Linked DNA regions of Mus musculus: regions 2, 3 and 4 are each linked to region 1. The links are chromatin contacts, called in public Hi-C and promoter capture Hi-C maps. All regions are on one chromosome and are shown on one strand. Each heading gives the region's core, a stretch centred on a gene start, on an enhancer-like site or on the middle of the called end of the contact. The rest is flanking DNA. Distances are from core to core; before and after follow the strand shown.

Region 1 (6,117 bases), core at 2,960-5,459:
GTTGCTCTTCAGCAAGGTGGAACGGCTGACCCAGCGAATGGCTGGCATGGCCTTTCTTGGCAACTTCCAGGACAATCTGCAGATGCTCACACCGGTACAGCCTCTTCCCTAATTACTATGCACTGCTGTGACCAGTCATGTCCACTGTCCTTCCTTCTGGCCTATGCCTTGGCTTTATCCTCCTCCCAACCTGGGTATCATAGTGTTCATCTTGTCTTTCAGCAACTGAATGCCATCATTGCAGCCTCTGCCTCCGTCAAGTCCTCACAGAAACTGAAGCAGATGCTGGAGGTTGGGAAAGGGAGTGCCTGGTGCTGGTGGGTCTCAAGTCCTAGGGCAGGGGGGTCCTGGGGCTGTTGTGAGCTGCCTGCCTTGCATCTTACCAACAGATCATCCTTGCATTGGGGAACTACATGAACAGCAGCAAGCGAGGTGCTGTCTACGGCTTCAAGCTCCAGAGCCTGGACCTGGTAAGATGGCAGGGACAGCATGTGCAGGACATACAGACCCTAGTGCCCAAGCCAGGGCGCTCAGTGCTGCCACCACCTCTCCCTTTCAGCTGCTGGACACCAAGTCCACGGACCGAAAGATGACCCTGCTGCACTTCATTGCCTTGACGGTGAAGGAGAAATACCCGGAACTGGCTAACTTCTGGCAGGAGCTGCACTTTGTGGAGAAGGCTGCAGCAGGTGAGGGTGCCCTCTTCAAGACGATCCCAGGAAGCTGAACAGGAGGAACACCCGGTCCATTTCTGGCTTTTGCTATCTTCTTTCTCACTACTAAATCTATGAGCAGGGGCAACCCCAAAGAGAGTGAGCCTTCCATGTGCTCAAGTAGGATCAGGTTTCCCTTAGCCTGGCCCAGAGAGTGTAGTTCTCTAATCATGTCTGTGATGTGATTAGAAAACCTGTAAAGCCCCCTACAGACAGATACACAGTACTACTGTTTCTGTCCTGCCCGGGTGGTGGGGGGGGTGGGGGGACGGGGACAGGACGGGGGACGGGGACTAGCTGTCTCTGGTTTTCCTTCCTTTGCTACCTTGTTCTTTGGGCCCATGAACTCTCTCCATTCCCTCCTACTGCCCGAGAGAGCCCAGCCTGCTTGACACAGACTTCTCTACATGTACATCCCTGAAGTCTATGCCAAGGGGACATGGTGGGACAAATGTGCTGTAGGCCTGGGTAAGCCTCAGCCAGGCTCTTGGTAAACAGTGTCCCTGGAGAACGTGCTGCTAGACGTGAAAGAGCTGGGCCGGGGAATGGAGCTGATTCGGCGGGAATGCAGCATTCATGACAACAGCGTCCTTCGAAACTTCCTTAGTACCAATGAAGGCAAACTGGACAAGCTCCAGCGTGATGCCAAGACTGCCGAGGTGAGTGAGGAACTGGGGTGGGGGGGAAACAAACATCTAAAGCCAGCACAGTGGCCACTTGAGGTAGGCATCCAACTCTTGGCCAGCAGTGTGGGCAGGTGAGGGGGTAGTAACAAGGGACTTTAAAGATAGCAGATATCCATGTCTGAAGCTATGACTTAGGAGGGGCTTGGGTAACTGGCTTTCCTCTCCTGGCAGCAGGCTTTGCTTTCTGTGGGCCTCCTCCCCACTGGGATGACCCCTCTGTCTGCCCTTTACTTACTCAGGAGGCCTACAATGCAGTTGTGCGCTACTTTGGTGAGAGTCCCAAGACCACACCTCCTTCTGTGTTTTTCCCAGTATTTGTCCGATTCATTCGTTCTTACAAGGTAAGTTGAAGAAACGTTTCAGGAGTTATGCTGGTAGAAGATGATTAGTCAAGAGCGAGCCTGGGCTTCAAGTCTGAGACTTTTCCAGTTCCTAAGGTCTAGGGAAGGAACCATGGAAGCTGGCGACAGGCCTCTAAACTGTGGACTGGTGGGCAGGGTGGGGGCCCAGGCCCTTCCTTTCATTGTTCAGAGCAGGAAGTACCCCTCCAGAGAGTGGCCACCTGGGGTTAGCTGGTCCCACTGCCACCCACCCTTCATGCTTAGTGTCAGGCCCTCCCTTCCAGCCTGTGAAAACCTCAAGCTCCTTCCCCTCTCTTGGTCCTATCTAAGGAAGCAGAACAAGAGAATGAAGCTCGCAAGAAACAAGAGGAGGTAATGCGGGAGAAGCAGCTGGCTCAGGAAGCCAAGAAGCTGGATGCCAAGGTGGGTGGGACCAAGAGCTGGTCTGGAAGACAGGACAGAGAATTGAGGATTCAGGGAGCAGGGAGCAAGGAGCAAGGAAGGACATGGAGAACCAAGACACACACACACACACACACACACTCTCTGTGTCTGTCTCCCTCCCTCCCTTGGAGTGGCTGACAGCGTGAGTCTAGAGGGAGGGGTAGACACCGATGGACAGGACACAGGGTTACTCTCAGCAGGGTCATCTTCAGCCTACATCTTGGGACAGGAACCAGTTGCTTTTGGGTTAGTGATGACTTCCTTCCCCTTGTAATATCTGGCTTAGACTCCATCCCAGCGGAACAAATGGCAACAGCAGGAGCTAATTGCAGAGCTGAGGCGGCGCCAAGCTAAGGAACACCGGCCTGTTTACGAGGGGAAGGATGGTACCATTGAGGACATCATCACAGGTGGGACGTTTGTCCACTGGGCCCAATTCCCAGAGCCTGACCTAATTCCCTTTGGTCCTGCTTCCTAGTCTGTTTTCCCATAAGACCTGATCACTGTCTCTCCTGGGCCGTAGTGTTGAAGAGTGTCCCTTTCACGGCACGTACTGCCAAGCGGGGCTCACGTTTCTTCTGTGATGCAGCCCACCATGACGAGTCAAACTGTTAGCCTGACAGGTACTGGGCACTCTAGCTGCCCTCTCTGCATGCCTTGGAGTCATCTTCTGGTAGCATCCTCCCAGTGATGGAGACACAGACTTTGCATGCTGCATGCTCTGAGAAACACAGCTTATCCCTGCATGGGTCCTCCCACTAATACTGTCCTAGCTACTAAGATCCAAGGGTTAAGGTGTCTCTGGGCCAGGGTTAGGAGCTAGGCCAGAGCAGGCAAGACCTAATGCTTTGGATGACTGAGGCTCCAGTCATAGACCCAAAGTATCTTGCTTGGGTCCTGGTCTCCCCTAAGAGTTCTAGTAGCTCCTACTCAGGGATAGATGTCCCTAACCTCTGCTTCTTGACATCTAGTTTGGCTTAATATTTTCCTGGGTGGCCTTTAGTTTCCTATGCTACCCTCTGAGAATCGTTCCAGCAGTTTTTCTAGCTGGCTCTCAAGCCTTCCTCTAAGAGCTTCCCTGACCTTTTCATGGCTGACTTCTTCCTCAGGTGCTGTCTTGCTCGGTGTCCCTGCCTAGTCACTGTTCATGCGCTTGTTTTCCCCACAGGCTTTAACCACCAACGCATGGTCGTTCACAGTCAAGTCAGGAGTGCTGTACCACCCAGTGGCCCTCCTCGAGCTCCAGGTCCCCACTGAGATCCTCCTGGAGGCAGAAGTACCTTAATTCTCAGAGTCCTGCAGATCTGGACAGTGGGCCCAGGGCCCAGCAGAAGGCTGTGTTGTTCAAGCTCCTGCTGCTCCAGCTGAGGCTGGCTCGTCCCTGTGCCACTGTGGGCACTAGGTCTATAGGGGTCTGACATTTCCCTAGTGCCCCCCATAGTGCACTTTGCCCCAAGTCTTCAACTTCATTTCCTGAAGGGTCAGTTCAGGGCTGGGAAAAACCACTTCCGGCTTCAGCACACGAGGGTACACAGCCCCCCTCTTCCCAGGGTCTAGTGGGATCCTAGAGGAGGAAGTACATCCAAGAAGAAATACGGGTCCCCCCACCCCGCCTTTGCAATCCCACAGTCAGCTCTGGTTTAGAGAGTATCCACACTAATGGATCCCTGGACTCTGCCAATATTGGATAATCTTTGCCTGGGCCCACTCTGCTGAGCCCTAGTAAAAAGGGACAGAGGAGCAATGGCAGGCCCACTGGCTGCCTGCGTCTTCAGGGTTCTTTTGTTGCTGTTCTGCTCTCCTAGACCCATGTCCCACCCACCTTGGCACCCATCTTCTTGGCTTCCTGAGCCAGCTGCTGTCCTGCATTGCCTCCTGCTCCACTTCCTTAAAACCAAAGGATTGTGGAGGAAGACCTGTGGCTTTCAAAAGTGGAAAAAGAAGGGCTAACACTTAACATGCAGAGTGGGTGGCAGTGGGAGCAGCTGACCCCTGGCGGTCTCCCTCTGGATGGGCACTTCCTGCTCCAAACAATGCAAGGAAGGGCTTGGACCCCACCCTGCCTGCTGTCTTCCCACTGATTGAAGAGCAGAGGCACTGTCTGTCCCAGCTCCAAGACTGCTAGAGGAAGGATGTGCCGCAATCTCACCTTTCCTCAGCTAGGTGGACTCTGGCCCAGGAACAGGCAACAGAGGATCTTCACAGACTATTTGCTCAATTCCCTACTGGGCTCTGACCCTGGAAGGGAATGCAGGGGCACTTTGTTTTGTATATGTATCTTTTCCTTTCTTGTACATAAATCCCAGACCTCTCAACAAAGTCTTGCACCAAGCTGTCTTCTCTTTGTCAGAGTGGCCATGAGGATATGAGTTTGGGTGGGAAGTGTTTTCCTCCATTTCAGGAGTGATGAGCCTAGATGGCAGGGGAAGCCTGGCTGGGCTTTAAACACAGGGAGGAAGCTGTCAGAACTGGAGTGCCCTCTGCTGGTCCCCAGTGGATAGTACATGAAGAGGACAAAGGAGTTGTAGATCATGTTATAAATATTATTTAAAAAACAAAACAGAACACATACATCGGGTCCCAGGGGAGAGGAAGTAGTGGTGGAGCCCCAGGGCCAGGTCAGGCAAGAGCAGGCACTGATGCTAGAGGGTGAGGACCCTGCCCTCGGCCACCCAGGCTGTGTCCAAGCAGCCTGTCTCTTTCCTGGAGACCCCTTCTCACACTATCTACTGGCATCACCCACCCCGTGGTATAGACTGCCCATCTCTGGTCTGGGGCTGAGGGCAAGGACTGCACTAGTCTGAGAACTAGGGGACCCTTGAACACCAAAAGCAACCTTGAGAGGTGCTAACAGTAGTGTGTTGGGGGTGGGTTACTTTAGGAAAAGTGGACACAGACCAGACAAGACGAAGGAGTCTGAGGCAGATGCTGAGGCGACCCTGGAGCCACTGCCTCACGAAGTCCAAGGCAGAAAGTAGCTCGTGGGGTCATTGGTGGTCGTCCAGCTGCTGTAGGAGTGTCCGCCTTCGCCTCTCCAGCTCCCCCTCACTCAGCTCGCTTTCTGACGTGTCCCAGCCTGTCTGTTGAGCAAAGGTGTGACTTACCTGAGCCCCCTAGTCTGTGTCACAGGCTGGGGCGAAAGCCAGGTCCTCCCATTCACCTTCTCCTTCTTGATTCCGAAGCCTGGGGAACGGTTAGGGAGCTCTGCCTGCCGGGGTTCCCTGTCCTGTTCCTGTTCTCTGTCTTCACTCTCCTTACCAGCTTTGTCTTCGGGGTCCGTCTCACTGTCAGGACTGGTCTGTAAGAGTTCAGAGCCCATCTCAGCAGTTGAGCGGCACAGCTGGGAGGCAGGTGACATGACTGCAGAATCTCAAGACGACTCCTCCACTCACCGACTTGTGTCTTCTTTTCTTGGTTTTCTTTTTTGGTTTCTTGGTTTTCCGAAGACCATGATCTATAGGGTTTAAAAAAAAAAATCTACGCTGAGTCCCATCGGGAGAAGGCAGCTCCTTGCCTGGGCAGAGATAGGAAGTCTTGCTCCACAGTGAGGCCCTCCCATCCCAGTCAGCCCTCAGCGGTCTGGGATTTGCTGTGCCTCTATCCCAGCACTCTAGTTCCCGGGCTCCTAGAAACTGCTTACCTGACCCAAGAAGAAGGTGGGAAGATGGGGAGCCTGGTCCTCCAAGAGCAGCACCCCCACTTTCAACTGAATCAAGTGAGGAGGAGGGCTCAGAGCCAGATTCTGAGGGGTTCCGCCTCCTCCGCTTGGGGGGCCGGAGGGATGGTGGGGGCAGCTCCTCTTCATCTGACTCAGAGCCCTAGGCAGAGGAGTAATACTGGTCAGCCCAGAAGCCCTCATCTAGGAACTGGGGACAGGGAGTTCAGAGCCAAGGAGGTAATGTATGGGGAGAGGTGTTTAATTTGTATGAAACA
Region 2 (5,912 bases), core at 125-2,624, 66 kb after region 1:
TGCTGGGATTTGAACTCCAGACCTTTGGAAGAGCAGTCGGGTGCTCTTACCCACTGAGCCATCTCACCAGCCCCTCATCTCATAACTTTCAAGTCACTGTCTATTACCGAGGAAAGTTGGGGCAAGAACCTCAAGGCAGGCACTGCTTAGACCTCCCACATCTATCCAAACAAGAAAACACACCCCAGACTTGCCTACCAACCAGTCTGAAGGAGGCATTTTCTCAACTGAGCGCGAAGATTCTAGCTAGTTTCAAGTTGACAAACCTCTAACAAGCACACTGTATACCAGAAAACTTTGTTTTGGGAGCGATAAAGCAAATACATGCTCGTTAAATAAGTAACAGTATATTATGAAGAGAAGACTTGCAACTTGTCAGGGTCGTCCATTTGACACTTAAGTTCAGGATGTCAGGCACGCTGGGCAAACGCTCTTCCCGGAAGCTCCTCCAGCCAGAGCTGCTCCACTTTTGTGCCCCTCAAAGAAGGCATGAAAGAGCTATTAGAGCCCAGTCTCCCTAGCTTTCCCGGGCATCTCTCACGGCCCCAAAGTCTGGACGTCTCCTGTTCTCTGGGAACTAGTTCTTTCTTTCAAAACAGTTTCCTCAGGGAACACTGTCCTCTGAAAAGGATTCGGTTGGTTTGCTGGCTACCCACGACTGACCCCAGCAGTCTAGATGGAGTTCTTCTGGCGTAAGCAACTGGCGCCGCTCCTTCTAAGGAGTGTTTCCTTAGGAACGCGGCCACCATCCTGCATCTCCCCCTTAGACAGGAATTTTCGGGATCGTACTGTACGCCACAGTTAGAGCAAACTCTCCAACATGTTCCTCCAGTCCTGTGCTTAGCAAAGAGCCTGACCGAATCCCTTATCTGAAAACACTGGCAGATAAAACAATACAAGATTTGGTCCAGAGAGACCTACCAAGGTTAGTGCTAATTACGAATGCACGGCGGCCCCGCCCCTCCCAGCGTCGCCTGGGCGGGGTCTCAGCACAAGCCCCGCCCTCCCGCTGCGTTTTCCAACACGGAAACCTCCGCGGTTCCTATAATTAACACTGCCTGGTGCCTCCCTAAGCGCTTCTGCCAACCGGGAAAGCTGTATTTCCGGCTCCCCGCAAAATGGTTTCCACTAAGGCGCACGGCCACGCCCCTTCCACTTACGGGTCCAGGACGAACCGGAAGAGATCGTCCAACCCTTCGTTCGCAACCCGGAAGTAGATGTGTCTCACGGAAGCCGGCTTTGGCCCTGCGGCTCCTGCCGTCGCCGCGGAGAAATTGTTGGAGCTGGCAGCCTAGGAATGGTGAGACCCCGCGACTCGTCTCCTAGTGTTCTGAGTAGACCTGGAGGGTGAAGTGGAGTTTCCCAACGTGCCTCGGGGCACAACCCCACAACAAGATTTGGGGCCCCGCCCCGGTATCGCCCCGAAAAATCTGCGCATGCGTAAGTCCGATCAGGCCAGGCTCTGGCCTGCGGTGTTACGCATGCGCACAGGTGGCATGCTTGAGGTGGGATGAGAATTGTCTGGGAGTTGGTCCTGGTTCGCTACCACCGGCCTGTGGGCCTCAGAGCCAGATGGCGAGATCGATGCAGTAGTATGGAGCCGAAGAGTTGACTAAATTACCACTGCTCCCCAGAGTCCCTGAAACAGACCTGCACTGATCCCTCACCTTGGGGGTGCCCTGTCGGGAGGAGGGAAGGGAAGGAGGGCAAGCACTTTGCCTTAGTTGCTCGTGGGACTGGACACCTGCACCCCCCTTCTGTGGTACCCACGGAGCTGGTCGTGGAGCGTCCTTAAAGGCAGAGCCAGAACTTTGCTCTACGAGACGCCGGAGTCAGGAGGGGCGGGGCTGCCAAAGCGCTGGGTATTCATACAGTTCCCAAACCACGTTTGAATCGTCCGAAGGAACCACCCGCTTTAGTAAAAGCTGCAAATGGAAGGGAAAGCAAAAGGGTAGCGAGATAGTGGGATTCCATCTACCTTCCCAGGCTGTGGCCTGGGGGCAGGCTGGTGCTGCTGATTTGAGTAGACAGGCAAAGGAAAACAAATGAGTCAGGAATCCCTTGACCCTTTCTGGTTAACGTTCCAAATGCTTAATTTAGGATTCACTGGTAAAATTAAGAGAGATCTCTGAGCCTAATACGTTTTTTCCCACATCTTTTTATCATTCACACAAAGGCCTCAGTGACTCCCACATAGCTACTTATATTTTTTGTTTTTATTGTTTGGAGCAGAGGCTCACCATTATATAGATAGCCCTGGCTTGCTCTGTAGACGAGGCTGGCCTTAAAGTCAACAGAGATCCACCTGCCTCTACCTCTACCTCTACCTCTACCTCTACCTCTACCTCTACCTCTACCTCTACCTCTACCTCCGCCTCCACATGCTGGGATTAACTGTCAGAGCCATCAGACCAGGTAATAGCTACTAATGGTTAGGTGCAATTGAGAGTAGAGCTCTTTTGCCTCTTCCCACTACCTCAGACAGGGTGCACGAGTGCACGAGGATAAGGGATTGGTCAGTCAGTAGGTTTGGCCTGTTGGAAACCCGAGCCTGAGGGAGCCTTACCTCTCCTTCCCAGACTCTCTTCTCAGCATCCAAGCTCGCTTGGTCAGAACCCTTGGATGAGCCTGTGGGACCCTTCCTCCTAGCCCTGTGGTTTGGAGCCGGAGGCTTTGGGACTGTGAGAGGATGGACAAAGGTAGTGTGAGGCCCGGCCATCTCCCCAAGCTCTCGGGCGCCAGGCAGCCTCTGACTCTACCCCTTGCCTTGCACGAGTGTCTCTCGGTCTTGGCCCGGCAATGCCACCTACCACCCCCCTCCCCTGGGCCAGCACCACCCATGTGCCTCTCGGCAGAGCCACAATTGCCTCAGTTGCTGTGGAGCTTCTGCTCTTTGGCACAATGCATTTTGATAGCCAAGGGAGCAGTTATGCTCAGAGCCCACCCCGTGTGTCGGCCTCATCAGCCTGACCTGAGCACCTGTGCTGCACCCCATGACCCGTGGCACCAGGAGGTCTGAGCCCGGATGGGATCTGGATGGCCAAGGAGGAATGCCTGCCTCAAAGACCAAGCCTCAGGGAGGCCGGGCAAGGGCTGAGGGGCTGACACAAGGGTCCGTGCACAGAGGTCACCCTTTCTCTTTCCTAGATTCTCAGGGGCTGCTAGACTCGTCCCTGATGGCGTCAGGCACAGCCAGCCGCTCCGAGGATGAGGAGTCACTGGCAGGGCAGAAGCGAGCATCCTCCCAGGCCCTGGGCACTATCCCCAAACGCAGAAGCTCCTCCAGGTAGCCTGGGCTCAGAGCGCCTGGAAGGGGAGGCATGTGGGGCTAGGCACGCCCTTGCTAGCCTTGGTTTGAAATGGCCTTCTGAGCCTGCCTGGGTTCTGAGCCTGCCTGGGGTCCAAGCAAAGCCTTGTGCTTTTCCTTTACCTCCTCTGCCGGTGTGTCCGGATGGCACCGAGGATGGAGAGTGAGGGGTTCCATCTCTGTTGAAAGGTTGCCTGTTACCTCAGAGGACTAGAACTTGGCTTTTCCATGTCCACTGAGCCAGACACTGCTGGAAAGTGAAGGCAGTTAGTTCCCAAGGGGAGCCTGCACCTTGGAAGCCGTGCGTGGGTGTGGTACCAGTAGTTAACCCTGCAGGACCTTCCACAGGTTCATCAAAAGGAAGAAATTCGATGATGAACTGGTAGAGAGCAGCCTGGCCAAATCCTCCACCCGGGTGAAGGGGGCCGGCGGGGTGGAGTCAGGCCGCTGCTCAGGGAGCGAGCCCTCCTCTAGTGAGAAGAAGAAGGTAAGGGGCTGGGCAGCTGGGTGAGGCCTGCCAGGGACTGCACTGCCCAGCCCCCATCCCAGACCCCTCCGTCCTGTCTCTCCTGCTCCCTCCCTTGCTGCGTCCCTCGCCAGTGCATCCTGGATCGCATTCCGTGTGGGAGGCAGGGAGCTCGTATCTATTCTGGGAGCAGACAGCTTGTTCCCAGCATTGCAGGGTGTAAAAATAACCCCCAGGTGGCATTGCTCTGGCCCCAGACAGTGCAGCAGCAAGAGTAGTTTCCTGGCATCCCCCCACCTGCCCTCCTTTCTGGGGCTGAGGGCGCCACAAGCAGAGAGAGGACCCCACCCAGTCAAGAAAGATACACAAGGACTTGGGCGGGGGTGGGCATTAGAAAGCTCCGCTCTCAGCTTGGCTCCCTGGTGTTGTCAGAGCCTGCGGCTGTCACAGTATGTGATGCAGTAGGTCCGAAGCCCCAGCTCTTCTGACACCAGCTCTGAGTTCACTGTGGTCCCGTCCTGTACCCAGGTATCCAAGGCTCCCAGTACTCCTGTACCTCCCAGCCCTGCCCCAACCCCTGGGCTGACCAAGCGTGTGAAGAAAAGCAAACAGCCACTTCAGGTGACCAAGGATCTGGGCCGATGGAAGCCTGCAGATGACCTCCTCCTCATCAATGCTGTGCTGCAGGTACCCACCATGGGCCTGGGGCTCCATCCCTCCTGTCCTCCAATTTCCAGTCCCCATACTAGCTTAGCAGAACCCTGTGGCTTCCAAGGGAAGGATTTTTCCCAGTGCTGAGCTAGAGCAAACCGTTCTGGGGTCTTGCAGACTAACGACCTGACATCTGTCCACCTGGGTGTGAAGTTCAGCTGCCGCTTCACCCTTCGGGAAGTTCAGGAGCGCTGGTACGCCCTGCTCTACGACCCTGTCATCTCCAAGTGAGTGGGCTGGCTTCAGCAGAGGGGAGGACTGGGGCTCCCCAATTTTGGAACTTGGTATAGGAGGGCCAGATTCAACCAGGACCCAAAGGAGGGTCTTGGGAGGCAGGGCCATGGGGCTTTGTAGCCTCTGGGTTAACCTGGGGACCTACTGGGCATTCTGGAGTGTCTCCTTTCTTTAACCTCTGCTAGTCCCAGATGGAGGTCAGCGTCCTGGCATGGGACATAAATGCCTACAAATGCCAGGAGCCTCAGTTCCACCAGTGTGTGCCTTGGGCCACTTCTGAACTGTCCACACTGGCCTGTCACAGGTCCTGATAAGAAGAGGGATCTGGCCTTCCCGTACTCAGGAGGCAGAGGCATTGGCTGAGTTGGAGGCCAGCCTGCTCTACAGAGTGACTTCTAGGACAGCCACGACTACAGAGAGAAACTCTCTCTAAAACAAATGCGAGAGAGACAGAAACAGAGACAGACAGAGACAGACACTGAGAGAGACACTGACATAAAAGCCCAAGACCCGTCTAGTGTTAGCAAAGTTTCAAGTAAGCTCTTGCACATACATACCATACTCCTCCTCAGTTTCTTAATTCAGTGTCCTCAGAGCTTGGTTTGAATCTGAACACCCATCTTCTACTCCTCCACAGCCCTACCACCTACTCAAGCTGTAGCCATAGTCCCGAGAGACCAGAAAATGGCTTGGCCTCAGCTTGGAAAAAGGAGGCCGTGGGCAGTGGGTAATGAGGAAGGGCTGGGAAGAGAGTTGCAGATGATCCCAGGGTGTCTCAGAAGCCGGCCTCTTGTCTGCTTGCTTTGAGCTGGGGTCTCTGTATGGGTGGCTGATGGTGAGAGCTTACTCTGTAGACCAGACTGGCCTTGAACCTTGAGCAGCCGCAGGTTCCCGGGCTCCTTCACTGGACCTTGCCCTGGTTATTTCTACCACAGGCCTCTAGGCTCAGGATCTCTATATTCCAAAGACTTATAGGTTTTGCGGGGAGTAGGAACCCCAGATTACTTGACGCCTTCCTTTTCAGTTTTCCCTTCCTTTCTTTCTTCCCATGTGCAGGCTGGCTTGCCAGGCCATGAGGCAGTTACACCCAGAAGCCATTGCAGCCATTCAGAGCAAGGCCCTGTTCAGCAAGGCTGAGGAGCAGCTGCTGAGCAAAGTGGGATCAGTAAGTGGGCAGGCCACGCGCTGGGCCGA
Region 3 (5,548 bases), core at 1,788-4,287, 94 kb before region 1:
AAAATTGAAATCAGGGTATTACACAGCCTAGGCAAGGGTTATACCACTGAACTCCATTCCAGACCCTAAAATTAATTTTAATTGACAGATAAATTATATCACAGTATGTGTCTACATTGTAAAACCAAGTCATGGGCTGGTGAGATGGCTCAGTGGGTAAGAGCACCCGACTGCTCTTCCGAAGGTCCGGAGTTCAAATCCCAGCAACCACATGGTGGCTCACAACCACCCGTAATGAGATCTGATGCCCTCTTCTGGAGTGTCTGAAGACAGCTACAGTGTACTTACATATAATAAATAAATAAATCTAAAAAATAAAACAACAAGTCATATCACATAATATACTGGAGGTCAAGCCTTCAGCCTCACCCCGGGCATCTTAGGCAGGTGCTCTGCCACCAAACACATGTCCAATGCCCCCAGCTTTCTTAGTGTCCCACTAAGTGCCTTTACATTTATTTTATTTTATTTTATTTTATTTATTTATTTTGAGACAGAGTTTTTCTGTGTAGCTCTGGTTGTCCTGGAACTCGCTCTGTAGAACATGCTGTTCTTGAACTCACAGAGATCCTCCTGCCTCTGCCTCCTGAGTGCTGGGCTTAAAGGCCTCCACCACCTGGCATATTTTCTTGTTTTTAATTATGTGTATCTGTGTATTTGTGTGTGGGTGGGTGTACATGAGTACAGTGCCCACAGAGACCCGAAGAGGGCGTCAGAGCTATGGGAACTGTATTGTGAGTGCTGGACAGTGATGGTAGAAAGGAGCCCTGGTCTTCTGGAGCAGAAGGAAATGCTAGCGACTGCTGAGCGTGTCGTGTCTCCACAGCACACCGCGGTGTTCCTGGTTTTACTTGTTACATCCTCTGGATGAAGCAGAGCACTAAGAGGTACTGAATGTTCCCGTAAATGGTCCTTAAACTTTAGAACTTCCCGTGATCCAGATTTCTTATTCACAAAACAAAATGACAAACTTTTTTTTTTTCTTCTGAGTATCACAAAAGTTTATTTAGCAAAAGGTTTCATAAGAAGATGTCCATGGGACCTGGTGAGATGGCTCAGTGGGTAAGAGCACCTGACTGCTCTTCCGAAGGTCCAGAGTTCAAATCCCAGCAACCCCATGGTGGCTCACAACCATCCGTAATGAGATCTGACTCCCTCTTCTGGAGTGTCTGAAGACAGCTACAGTGTACTTACATATATTAATAAATAAATCTTAAAAAAAAAAAGATGTCCATGACCCAATTCACAGTCAGACAGGCCCTTTAATTAATTAATTCATTAATTCACAGTCTAGACAGGGAGGGAGGTGGGCATCTCTGCTGAGCAGCCATTGTTTAGACTCTTTCCAAGGCTTCTAAGGTGGTGACGCTGTTTCCTGTGTGATTGCGGTTAGTTCCAATGCTATTCTGTTGCCCAGGAGTTCCTGCCTCCACCCACTCACCAGTCACAGGAATCATAAGGGGAGCGAAGCTCCTTAGCATTCCCTGTACATGTCTGCCACCTTCAATGATAACTTCTCCTCCATAAACTTACTTTCAGGAGGGCGGTGACTTCACTTATGGTGACTCCTCAGCGGGCTCCAGCAACAAACTTATCGCCAGTGTTAACTGCTCTGCCTGGGGGTGCATAATGTTACATTGTTTCTATTAAGATGACACTAGCGCCTGCTACCATCACCTATCTTCAGACAGGTTTTCAAATTAAGGATACATTAATATGGATAATTCCTTCATCCCTCGGTGAGGATATCTCTGTGGAGGGAAATACTTGCCCATGCATGCCCAAAATAAAGTTAGAATAGAAAAGGAAGGCTAAAATGCTGTTTCCCTTTCCGGGTACTTAGAGTGGCTGGTTGCTAGGTTCCTCCAAAGGTGGTCAGTATTTTAAGAGTATAGCAAACGAAATGGGCCTGTGAAATGGCTCAGCACGGCGAAGCTCCTGTCACGTTTAAATTGACAGACATATCAAACATGCGCGTGCACGCGCGCGCGCGCGCACACACACACTAACAAATAAAAACGATCCACATGCACCATGCTGTGGCTGAGGATGTAGTTCTGTTGGTAGAGAGCTCCAGGTTCAAACTGCAGCACCAATAAAGCGGGATGAGAGAGTGGCAAATGCTTGGGAGGTGCGGGCTGGAGCGTCAGAAGATCAAGGCCACCCTAGGCTATTGAGCAAGTAAATCCAGTTCCTAGTGTTTCCAGTGGCCTCTAGTGACATCCATTGATACCGGATACGTAAATGGTGCACACACATACATACATACTGGCAAAATATTCATATACATAAACTAAATGTAAAATGAAGTAAAATAAGACAGGCAGAATGCCGTCATCCCGTTGTGAGCATAGAGCGAGAATGAGGTCGTCCTGTCTCAAAAACCCAAAACAAATGAATAAAAACAAAAAACAATTTTTTTTAGTTGTTTTTTTCCATTATAATTCTTAGTGATCGTTAAATTGTTCCCTGTTGAGCGAGCCTCATTTCCCTAGGTTTGCCTTGGAGTCCTCTTGACTGATACCACTTGTCTTTGATAAAGAGTTCATTATGGTCGGGTAGTGGTGGCGCAAGCCTTTAATCCCAGCACTTGGGAAGCAGAGTCAGGTGGATTTCTGAGTTCGAGGCCAGCCTGGTCTACAAAGTGAGTTCCAGGACAGCCAGAGATATACAGAGAAACCCTGTCTCAACAAAAAACAAAACAAAACAAAAGTTCATTATGGAGCCTAAGCTGGCCCCTACCTCTACTAGGGGGAGGTTGGGGGCGGTGGCGGGGCTGCTGAGCTTGCTTCGGATGGAGCATCCCAGGCTCATTTCCTGCATCTCTTGTCACAGACTTCTCAGCATCAATGCAGACAGGTCTGATTCATTCCAGCCGGAAACAGGGAGTCCGAGAAACACGGCCTTTAGCCTGCCAGTCCTCAGGGTAGAAATTCAAGCCTAACCTTTTTCTGGCTTTTGGATCCCTCAGTTGCCTGCAGGAAAGTCTACTCGTTAGTGCCTCCCACTGGAGGCCTTCGTAAGCGATGGCCTACTTACTAATTATAACCCTAATTCCCATTTCCAGCTGTTCTAAAGCCTGCAAAACCTGTGCTTGCCAGGCTGAGGTGTGTGCGCGCGCGCATGCGCCTTGCTTCATTTCATTTCCTTAGCCGCAGCCTACGTTCCACTGCCTTTCCTTATCTCTTCTGTCTCACGTTGACTCAACCAACCTTCAGGATTCAGCCTTAACTCATCTCAGATGAGCATCCCAGATCCAGCGGGACTGTCTCCCAATGCTATCTCAACCCCAGTGTGTGTGTGTCCGGGGATTCCTCGTCTGCCTCCCAGGAGCTGCCCCCGCCAATTCTACTTTTCCAAGAGGTCTGAGGACGTGAACTGCAGCCTGCTTGCACTGACACACTGAGCCTCCTAAACGTGTAATATTTTCACGCAGCTCTCCTGTGCTATTGGACGACGACTGTCCATAATGAATCACCTTACTAGATCTCCACACTGGGAGAACTGACACCCCTAGTCCAAACACTGCATTAGGATCATCTTTCCAGAGCAGAAGCATCCGTCGCTGCAGCCTGGCTTCCTCCCTCTGGCTCTGGCTGGACAACGCTCCCACTTATTCTCCTCAGGCGAATGTTAACGGAGGTACAGTGAAAAGAGTGTTTGCTCTTGTAGCTCATACTAGTTACAAAGATCTGGGGTGAAGAGATTTTGCTGAAATTGGTGTACCTTTCCCTCTCGCTCAAAGGGCAACATTAATCCCGGGGCAGAAAGGATGACAGTCTCTGCAACTCTCTTCAGCATTGCCTGCACACACCAAGACCAGGGACCCTGGCATCAGTGTCGCCTGGTATGCCACCGGAAGTTAATGGCTGCTTTAGTAAACTCACTGGCCTTCCCTGGTTATTAAGACTACATAAAACAGGGTGATGAGATGTTCACTGGGTAAAGAGACCTAAGTTAGATCCCTGGAACCCATGGAAAAGTGGAGAAGCTGCCGCAGTCCTCTGACTTCCCCCCAGCTTGTGCTGTGGTCCTCACCCTGCACCCACCCCCCACCCCCAAGCAAACTCACATGGTTAAAATGAAGGAAATGGTGTTTAAAAACAAAATAAACCGCCTCACAGGTGCAGTTACAAGTCACTTTGGAGTGTCTGCCATTTGTAAGCAGTCAAATCCAGTGTGCTAGAGATGTGTCTGCAGTAGAGGCCCCAAGTTCAATTCCCAGCATCCACCCAGCAGTTAAAACTGCTCCAGGGACTTCAATTCTGAAAAGGGCTCTCTCACAGCGCATTTTACTGAAGCCAGCTCCAGGGACTCATTCTGTGCCTCCCTCCCACACGAGGATAAATACGCCTTTCCCTAGTTGAGAAAAGCAGCGGTCTTTAGCTGGGATAGCCTGTGGTGGTTTGAACATTCTAACACTTGGCCCTTCCTTGGTGGAGCCGTTTGGGAGGTGTGACCATGGTGGTGAGCTGTGTCATGGAGGTAGGCTTTGAGTTAGACTCTCAGCATTTTCTGTAAGTACCCTCCCTCCTCCATGGCACCCTGGTCTAATCTACAATCTACACTACGGCTAACCATGGTTGTGTGTCAGCTGAACGGGGTGAGCAGACTGAAGTCATCTCAGGCGCACACTCACCGGTGCTCCTGAGGAGGAGCCCAGCCACCGGAAGTGAACACAAGTACTTGCAGGGTGAGTAACCCTCTGCCCCAAGTCCCGTGGCTGGTGCACATCCTAACTTTAGCAGCCACCACCACAGACAACCCCAGCAAAGGCCAGGCTGAGCAGAGGGCTCTGGAGGAGGCCGGGGCTGGATAGAGAGGGTCTCAACACTAGTGGCATGGTGGGACTCTGGAGCGGGAGGCCTAAGTGGGCGCCTTGCTTTCTCCATGGAGCACACTGGGCCCAGTCAGCTCCCACTAGCAACGACAACTGTGCCAACCCTAACCCAGCATGCCCCTGATTTAACACTGAGACACCAGCAAAGGTTAAGGAATTTTCTTTATTTTTTACAAATTAAGACTATGTAGATATATTTTTTTTAATCAAAAACACGGTTGTCTTCACAGTATGAGTTAGAGAACGCAGCCTGAGCTGGGACAGAGACCGGGGACAGAGTGGAGATGGACACCTGTGTTAAAAGCCTGTTAGGCATCTTAGTTAAAAGTAGTTTATATCATTCTTGGCACTGTTTCTAAAGAAAAACTCCTTTTTCCCAAGCAAAAAAGCACAAGAGGTGGAGTCTGGCTTCAGGAGGTGGAACTCAGTCATGTCCCGAGGGCTCGCAGTGTCGTTTTTTTCTGGGGAGCTGCTGCCATCCCTTAGTAAGCTCAGGTCAGTGGGAGGCACCGGGCAGGCAGGGCGGCCGGCACCTTAGTGCACTGCGCCACTCTGGCTGCACCCGTCCAGTACAGTCTCATGGGACAGTAACCCAGCAGCCACTGTGTCAACTGCATTGGCTCTGAGCAAAGAAATCCAAACCGCCATCCTACTGGAAATGGGCTGCCCGTGGCTTGGTAGTGAGGGCCACAACCACTCCGGGTGCCA
Region 4 (5,596 bases), core at 1,269-3,768, 93 kb after region 1:
CCTTCCAGTTGTCAGGGCCTCCTCGGTTCTTGGTCTCGCTGATGTCCTTGTGAGAGACCAGGAAGAGGGCCACCTCCCCCTTCTCATTTTTTATAGGTATCACATCCAGGAGACACCAGAATGGAAGCCCTAGGCAAAGAGACAGACTTAGCTGCCTTCCGTTCTTACCTTGCCCTGCCTAAGTTAAGAACCCCTTGGACGGTCCCTGGTAAGAAGCTAGCAGAAACGGAGCTTCCTGGGGAGAGAGCAGCAGTGTGGGCTCACTCAGGACAAGGCTTCGGGGAGCGAGGGGAGCAGACATGACTGTCAGACACGACTGTCAGACACACTGACATGGGGTGGCTCCCCTCCCCCTTCTGAATATGAGAAACTGGAGATTGGAAGCGAGTGGAGGCTGAGACCAGCAGAGGAGGAGGAGCCCAGGACAAGAGGTAGAGGCAGAGAAAGGGGTAGAAGGGTGGATGGGTACATTGGAAGATAGGAAGAGAAAAGAAGAGAGATAGTGAGAGGATGGATGCCCTGTCCAGCATAGTGACACTGAAGGTAAATTGGTGCCACGGTGCCTTACCACTCTTCCGGTACAGGATCAGTTCAGCCTTGAATTCTTTGTGCTCATCTAGGGCCTTTCGGATCTGTTGGCGGACCAGCTCACTGGTGTCTGGCCCATAGAGGAAGGAGCAGGCACAGCCCCGCTGCATGACCTCAGCTCTGGAGAAACCCGTGAGGTCACAGAAGCCATCGGAGCAGTAGACCACAGGGAAGAGCCCCGCCACCTGGGCGTTGCCCAGCACGAAGTTGCTGTCTGCAAGAGAATGCGAAGGGCACCTTCACCTACCAGCCCCGCTTCTCAAACTACTTGCAAACCCCACCAAAGCGTGGGGTTTCGTCCCCAAAGGAAGCTGTGTATGCTGGTCATGACCGGTTCATGAATGAGGCTTAGCATGCACACCTGGGTATCGGTGTCCTCAAGGGAGGGTCCCCAGCTGAATGCATAGGAGTGCATGAGAGGACCATGTCAGTGCGGACTGCTGAACGCAGTCCTGTGTAGGCACTGCTGTGCAGTGTCCTGAGCAGTCTGAGTAAGGGGTGGGGCTGGAGATTTCCAAAAGACTGTACCACCTGCTCTGGGCCCACCTCGGCTTCTGCCAGGTTCATCCCTTAACTAGATAACTAGGCTGGCTGTGTGGCTCCTCCCACGGAGAACCGCTTGGTCTGGGAAGCAGGCCACCATGCATCCGATGCCCCGTTCGCTGCACACCCTGGCTCAGGGACTATTGAACGCCATCAAGAATGGCGGTGTGTGGATAGTGGTTGAACAACAGAGCCTGGAGCCAAGAATGTATTGGGGAGTGAGGGGTGCTGAATCAGCAGGCTTCAAGCCCAAAGCAGATGGAGAAGCCTGGGGGGTGGGGGAGCTCTGTGATGAGTTCCTACAGGCTGTCTACAACAGGAGGGAGAACGCTTGTCAGAACTGGGAAGCCCCACTGGAGCGAGAGGGGGAGGGACCCTGTTTTCACGACTTCCCTGTGTTCAGAGCCAGAGGAACTCAGAATCTGGAAGCTCAAGTTGCCTTTTCCAAACTTCCCCAGTCCGGATGTGAGTCTCCCGAGCTCAGAGGAGCTCAGCTTCTTTGGGGCCGGGTGGGCATTCCAAGCGACGGGTTTAGACTGTGCGATACGCTTGCAGACACAGTTCTCTGCTGAATCCCGCCTACTCTACCTTCCTTTGCAAATCTTATTTCTAAATCTGGGCTCTGTGAGCCCTCTGCGCTGTCCACCAGGACTGGTTCCGCGCTTCACCCGACTCGGCCTTTGCAACCGCGCCAGGTCTGAGGATAAGACAGGCTGGATCAGATTGACTCATCCCGGTCCCGCACCTAGGGACATCTTACAGTATTGACCCTGAAAACCTCCGGGAAACCTTCACTTACTGGAAGGAGAGAATGGCCCTAGCTTCAAGAGGGGTGAGGAAGGGGATGGCTGGTGGGCACCAAGCAGCAGGTGGCAGTTCCGACAGTGGATTACTGCCCGGAAGCTAGGGAGCTAGGGCCTGACTCACGCGTCCCGTCGAAGCGGGTGGCGATGGTGTCCAGGAAGGTGTTCTGCGGCGCCAGGAGCCCCCGCATGGCCGGCATCTTAGGCGGCGGGGGCCGCCCGCCCCATCCCTCCGGGGCGCGGGGACTCAGCGCCGGGGGAGGGCGCCTGGCTCGGCCGCCCCCCGCCGGGCCCCGCGCCCCCTAGAGTAGCCGTCGGGGGGCTATGCCCGGCCCAGGCTCGCAGGCCCCAGCAGCTGCCGGCGCACAAGGGGGCGTCCGCACCGTCGGGGCTGGGCGCATGGCGCGCGCGCGACCCCTCGCCGCCCACGGATTCCGGGCTGCAGGCCCCGCGGCCACCGCGCACTCTGCACCTTTGGTCCGCCCGCGGCTCCTGTTTCTGCAAGCGGGGTGGCTCCCGCTTGGGCTCGGCTCAGCGCCGGGTCCCCGCAGCTCCCTCCGTCTGTCGGGGAGAAGCGGCAGCCTACCTCCCGCACCGCCGCCTGCACCGGGGTAACCATGGAGACGGGGCACACCCAGTCAGGGCCGCCTCCTTAAAGAGACAGGCCTCCTGCGGAGGGATCCCCCTCCCCTGGGACCTTGGTGGGGGCAGGGAAGGCTGCCGCCCCCTAGCGCTGCCAGACTCCCTAAGGCGAGAACCCGGGCCGGGTGGGCTCAGCCTGACAGCCTCGGGCTTCTCTCTCCTGCAGAGGGATCAGAGGAAGGCTTGGGGGCGTGAGCGTGTGTGAGTGTGTTGTAGATGTGTTTCGGAACGAGAATAATGTCATGAGAACGGGAACTGGCGACTAGGTGGCGGGGAACGTCCAGTAGTTGAAGGTTTGGGGCCCCCGGGGAGCGCTGACTATGCAGAGTTCTCTAAAAGGGAGGCTTCTGAACCTGTTTTTCCCCCCGGGTTCAGTCAAGCCTTTCCCGGATGCGGCTCGGCTCCCCTGAAAAGTGGAAGCAGGAGCTGAGGAAACCTGAGGCTAGAGTGAGGTCCAGATGCCTTGGGCGAGACCCCGGAGCGCAGAGGGCGCATTGGGAAAGTGAACTCCAAGCCCTCCGCTCGCCCCACGCATTTCCTCAAGTTTCTGTCGCCGCGGGAGGGTCAGAGGCTGGTCCAGGAACCCTGTGTGTGCTTGGCTAGCCCCCCCCCCCCTTTAGTCGCGGAGTTCGATTCTCCCCGGAGCCCGCACCTCCAGCGAGGAGGCGGAAAGCAGGGGCGGACGGCCGTCTCCTGTCCCTGTCCCCGCGCGCCGCGACCGTCCCCGCGGCCTCTCCTGCCAGCGCCGCTCCTCCTCCCTCCTACGATTTGCCAGTGAGCGCGGCTGCCGCCCGCGCCCAGAGAAGCCGCCGGGGCCAAAACTGCAATTTGCTCTCCAATGGAAGAAGCCGGAGCTCAGCACTGCTCCCCTGCAGGAGACACACCCACTGCCACCAGCGTCGGAAAGAGGAGTATACCCTGCTCCAACTACCCGTCAGCAGCTAGTAAAGCCCAAGCTCAAGGCACCTGTATTTAAATGAACAGGAGCTTTGGGAAGAAAGGGAGGAAGTCCCCCCCTCCCAGTCTGCTGCACCCTGAAATCCAGCTCCCAGGCGAGCCTGAAATGTCCGCAGATATGGTTCCCGACTCCTGATGGGTCAGGGCTAAAGAGTAACCCCTCCAGTCCTCGCAGCAACCTTCTTTCCAGGAGTTAGATAGCATCCCGCTAAACAGAGGAATATTTTAAAGCTCACTTTAAGCCAGGGCGAGGCTGTTGTTGAAAGCGTCATCTGCAGAACTCGGCTAGCCGAGCCGGGTTTAAGTACTGCTCTGAACTCGCTGTCCAGGAGATAATCCTTTTCTTGTAAGACAACTTACTAACATTTCTGTGATTCAGTTCTCTTCATCCGTGGAATGGAAATAATAATAACTACCCCTGTGGGTTCTGAGGAAGAAATAAGGAGGCATATATACCCAGGACAGTGAATGTGCGGCACTTGCTTCATGCAAATGTTTATTGTCTGATTTTGAGTCTCAGAGGGATCTTGAGAAACGCCCCGGGGTAGTTATTTCACAAAGGGAGAAGAAAAAGGAAGGAAGGAGAGAGAGAGAGAGAGAGAGAGAGAGAGAGAGAGAGAAGAGGACAAAGTCGGGGTTCCATCTACAACAGTCCCTGCTCCCAAAACACCTGAGTTGCATAGACATCACTGGTCCTCTGGGGTGGTCAGGTCTAACGGGTCCAAACTATATCCTCGAGGTCATGTTTAGGCTTCCAGATCAGTGACCTGGACTGACCTGGGCTGGCTTGCGGAGGTCAGGGAAGCTAGAGACCTGGGTTTAAATCGGGCGGAGTAGTTGGGGTTGGGAATGACTGAACTTCGTATTTCCCGAGGCAAGGAGGGCTCTGTGCTGAATAAGTGCTCTTCTCGGATTCCCCTGCTAATTTAACACGGAAGCCGTTCCTATTCACCAGTGAAAACACGAAGGTCATGGACCTTGTCTGAGACACACTGCTTGTATTAGCGCCATTCCGGTCACTATTTTGGTAAGCCTGGTTAGGTACTGGATGCTATGCTAGAACCACTCTTTCTTTTCTTTTCTTTCTTTCTTTCTTTCTTTCTTTCTTTCTTTCTTTCTTTCTTTCTTTCTTTCCTTCTTTCTTTTCCTCCCTGTCTTTCTTTTTTTCCCCTGTCTTCTTCTTCCCAAACAGGGTTTCTCTGTGTAGCCCTGGCAGTCTAGCACTCATTCTGCCCCTGCCTCGAGTGCTCGGATTAGAGGCTTGTGCCGGCGGCATGCACAGCGTTGGGACTACTCTTATCCCAGAATGAAATTGCAGTCCTTCAACCCCTCAACATATCTAAGTACTCATAAGGTGGGCGGGTCTTTCCCTGTGGCGTGGCCATTCTGTTTAAATGAATGACACATTCAAACATCTTCTTTCCACCTATACCAGCCTCTCAGATCTGTTCGGGTCTGGCACTTATTTGTTTACATGGATTTCCTTGGCTCTTAGTGATTAATTTCTAACCCACTCCTTCCACCATCCCTAAGATACACTTACACACGAAGGGACTGGAGTGGGGGTAGGGGACATGTGATTAGGAGCCAGGGAGGAGGAGGTGGGGGAGTGTTGAAAAGGGAACATCAGGCCTCAGGGCTGCTTTCCCCCCTGAAATTGGCTCTCTTTCCCCCAACTCCGGACTCATTCTGGGCCCTCCTTGTAAGGTTTGGGGAGGGGAGAAGCTGAGGGGGAGCCCTACTCAGAGACAGCTCAAAACCTTTGTCAACAAGAAGAAACTCAGGAGGCTGCGGTTTGGAGCTACTGTGGGAGGCCCGTGGGAGTATTATCTACAAAAAGGAACAAGGAGAGAGAGCAGAGATGATCAGAGCAAGGAAAAAACTGCTCAAGACACAAAAGATGGAGAAAGCTCTCCTCCCAACCCCAGAGCGCAGGCGGAGTAAGACGCTGTGTGCAGGGGGGTGGGAACAGGTGGCTGTCGAGGAACAAGACCCAGGGGCTCCTCCTCTCTGCCCACTCTCTGAACCTTTCAGGAGGTCCCTGGCCCAATGGAGCCTGGCTT

The links. Promoter capture Hi-C pulls out the DNA fragments that hold promoters and counts their contacts. A called contact is a pair of places that touch in the nucleus more often than the background predicts.
Region 2: a promoter capture Hi-C map of embryonic stem cells shows a contact between it and region 1, with 2.9 times the contacts expected there. The contact joins the promoter of 1700120C14Rik here to the enhancer-like site in region 1. A contact is called at or near these places in 10 of 39 promoter capture datasets (3T3-L1-derived adipocytes, the HPC-7 cell line, HPC-7-derived erythroid cells and 4 more), 1 of 15 datasets of contacts at CTCF or cohesin (CD8 T cells), 12 of 484 Hi-C or Micro-C datasets (the G1E-ER4 cell line, the HL-1 cell line, cerebral cortex and 3 more), 8 of 115 datasets of contacts at active chromatin or transcription factors (the 230-238 cell line, the SCID.adh cell line, embryonic stem cells and 2 more) and 4 of 9 other capture datasets (adipose tissue, embryonic stem cells, liver and 1 more).
Region 3: a contact with region 1 is called in a Hi-C map of cerebral cortex, with 1.8 times the contacts expected there. The contact joins two enhancer-like sites. A contact is called at or near these places in 6 of 15 datasets of contacts at CTCF or cohesin (the G1E-ER4 cell line, embryonic stem cells, hippocampal excitatory neurons and 2 more), 49 of 484 Hi-C or Micro-C datasets (B cells, the Ba/F3 cell line, the G1E-ER4 cell line and 29 more), 11 of 115 datasets of contacts at active chromatin or transcription factors (the HPC-7 cell line, bone marrow-derived dendritic cells, bone marrow-derived macrophages and 8 more) and 5 of 9 other capture datasets (adipose tissue, embryonic stem cells, liver and 2 more).
Region 4: a contact with region 1 is called in a promoter capture Hi-C map of embryonic stem cells, with 2.9 times the contacts expected there. The contact joins the promoter of Kcnh3 here to the enhancer-like site in region 1. A contact is called at or near these places in 7 of 39 promoter capture datasets (the 3T3-L1 cell line, the C10 cell line, the HPC-7 cell line and 4 more), 3 of 484 Hi-C or Micro-C datasets (the HL-1 cell line and embryonic stem cells), 2 of 115 datasets of contacts at active chromatin or transcription factors (both in embryonic stem cells) and 3 of 9 other capture datasets (adipose tissue, embryonic stem cells and liver).

The regions. Positions count from the first base shown.
Region 1 is chr15:99,315,608-99,321,724 of GRCm38.p6, reverse strand. Prpf40b (pre-mRNA processing factor 40B) reads right to left here. Exons shown (of 26, transcript NM_001370635.1): 23 at 5,825-6,002; 24 at 5,577-5,638; 25 at 5,345-5,482; 26 at 4,707-5,264. The coding sequence ends at 5,172. Fmnl3 (formin-like 3) reads left to right here. Exons shown (of 27, transcript NM_011711.2): 18 at 1-94; 19 at 223-291; 20 at 390-470; 21 at 560-689; 22 at 1,212-1,372; 23 at 1,639-1,740; 24 at 2,071-2,163; 25 at 2,471-2,594; 26 at 2,708-2,807; 27 at 3,353-4,513. The coding sequence ends at 2,799. Among named protein-coding and RNA genes, the nearest start is that of Prpf40b, 23 kb to the right of the region's middle. Within about 2 kb of position 4,209, at least 80 of the 459 cell types and tissues checked have an H3K27ac peak or open chromatin away from gene starts, as enhancers often do. A contact at or near this core is called in CD8 T cells, the HPC-7 cell line, the SCID.adh cell line and 7 more, where this site is marked.
Region 2 is chr15:99,247,250-99,253,161 of GRCm38.p6, reverse strand. It overlaps 1700120C14Rik (RIKEN cDNA 1700120C14 gene), which reads right to left and starts at 1,374. Exons shown (of 3, transcript NR_045627.2): 1 at 1,161-1,374. It overlaps Mcrs1 (microspherule protein 1), which reads left to right and starts at 1,201. Exons shown (of 15, transcript NM_016766.3): 1 at 1,201-1,300; 2 at 2,580-2,699; 3 at 3,148-3,286; 4 at 3,656-3,794; 5 at 4,302-4,460; 6 at 4,602-4,711; 7 at 5,775-5,883. The coding sequence starts at 2,690.
Region 3 is chr15:99,409,485-99,415,032 of GRCm38.p6, reverse strand. Tmbim6 (transmembrane BAX inhibitor motif containing 6) reads right to left here. Exons shown (of 10, transcript NM_026669.4): 10 at 4,984-5,548. Among named protein-coding and RNA genes, the nearest start is that of Tmbim6, 19 kb to the right of the region's middle. Within about 2 kb of position 3,037, at least 17 of the 459 cell types and tissues checked have an H3K27ac peak or open chromatin away from gene starts, as enhancers often do. A contact at or near this core is called in cerebral cortex, where this site is marked.
Region 4 is chr15:99,221,514-99,227,109 of GRCm38.p6, reverse strand. Kcnh3 (potassium voltage-gated channel, subfamily H (eag-related), member 3) reads right to left here and starts at 2,518. Exons shown (of 15, transcript NM_010601.4): 1 at 2,059-2,518; 2 at 569-802; 3 at 1-129. The coding sequence starts at 2,134. Gm46538 (a long non-coding RNA gene) reads left to right here and starts at 1,237. Exons shown (of 3, transcript XR_001781769.2): 1 at 1,237-1,963.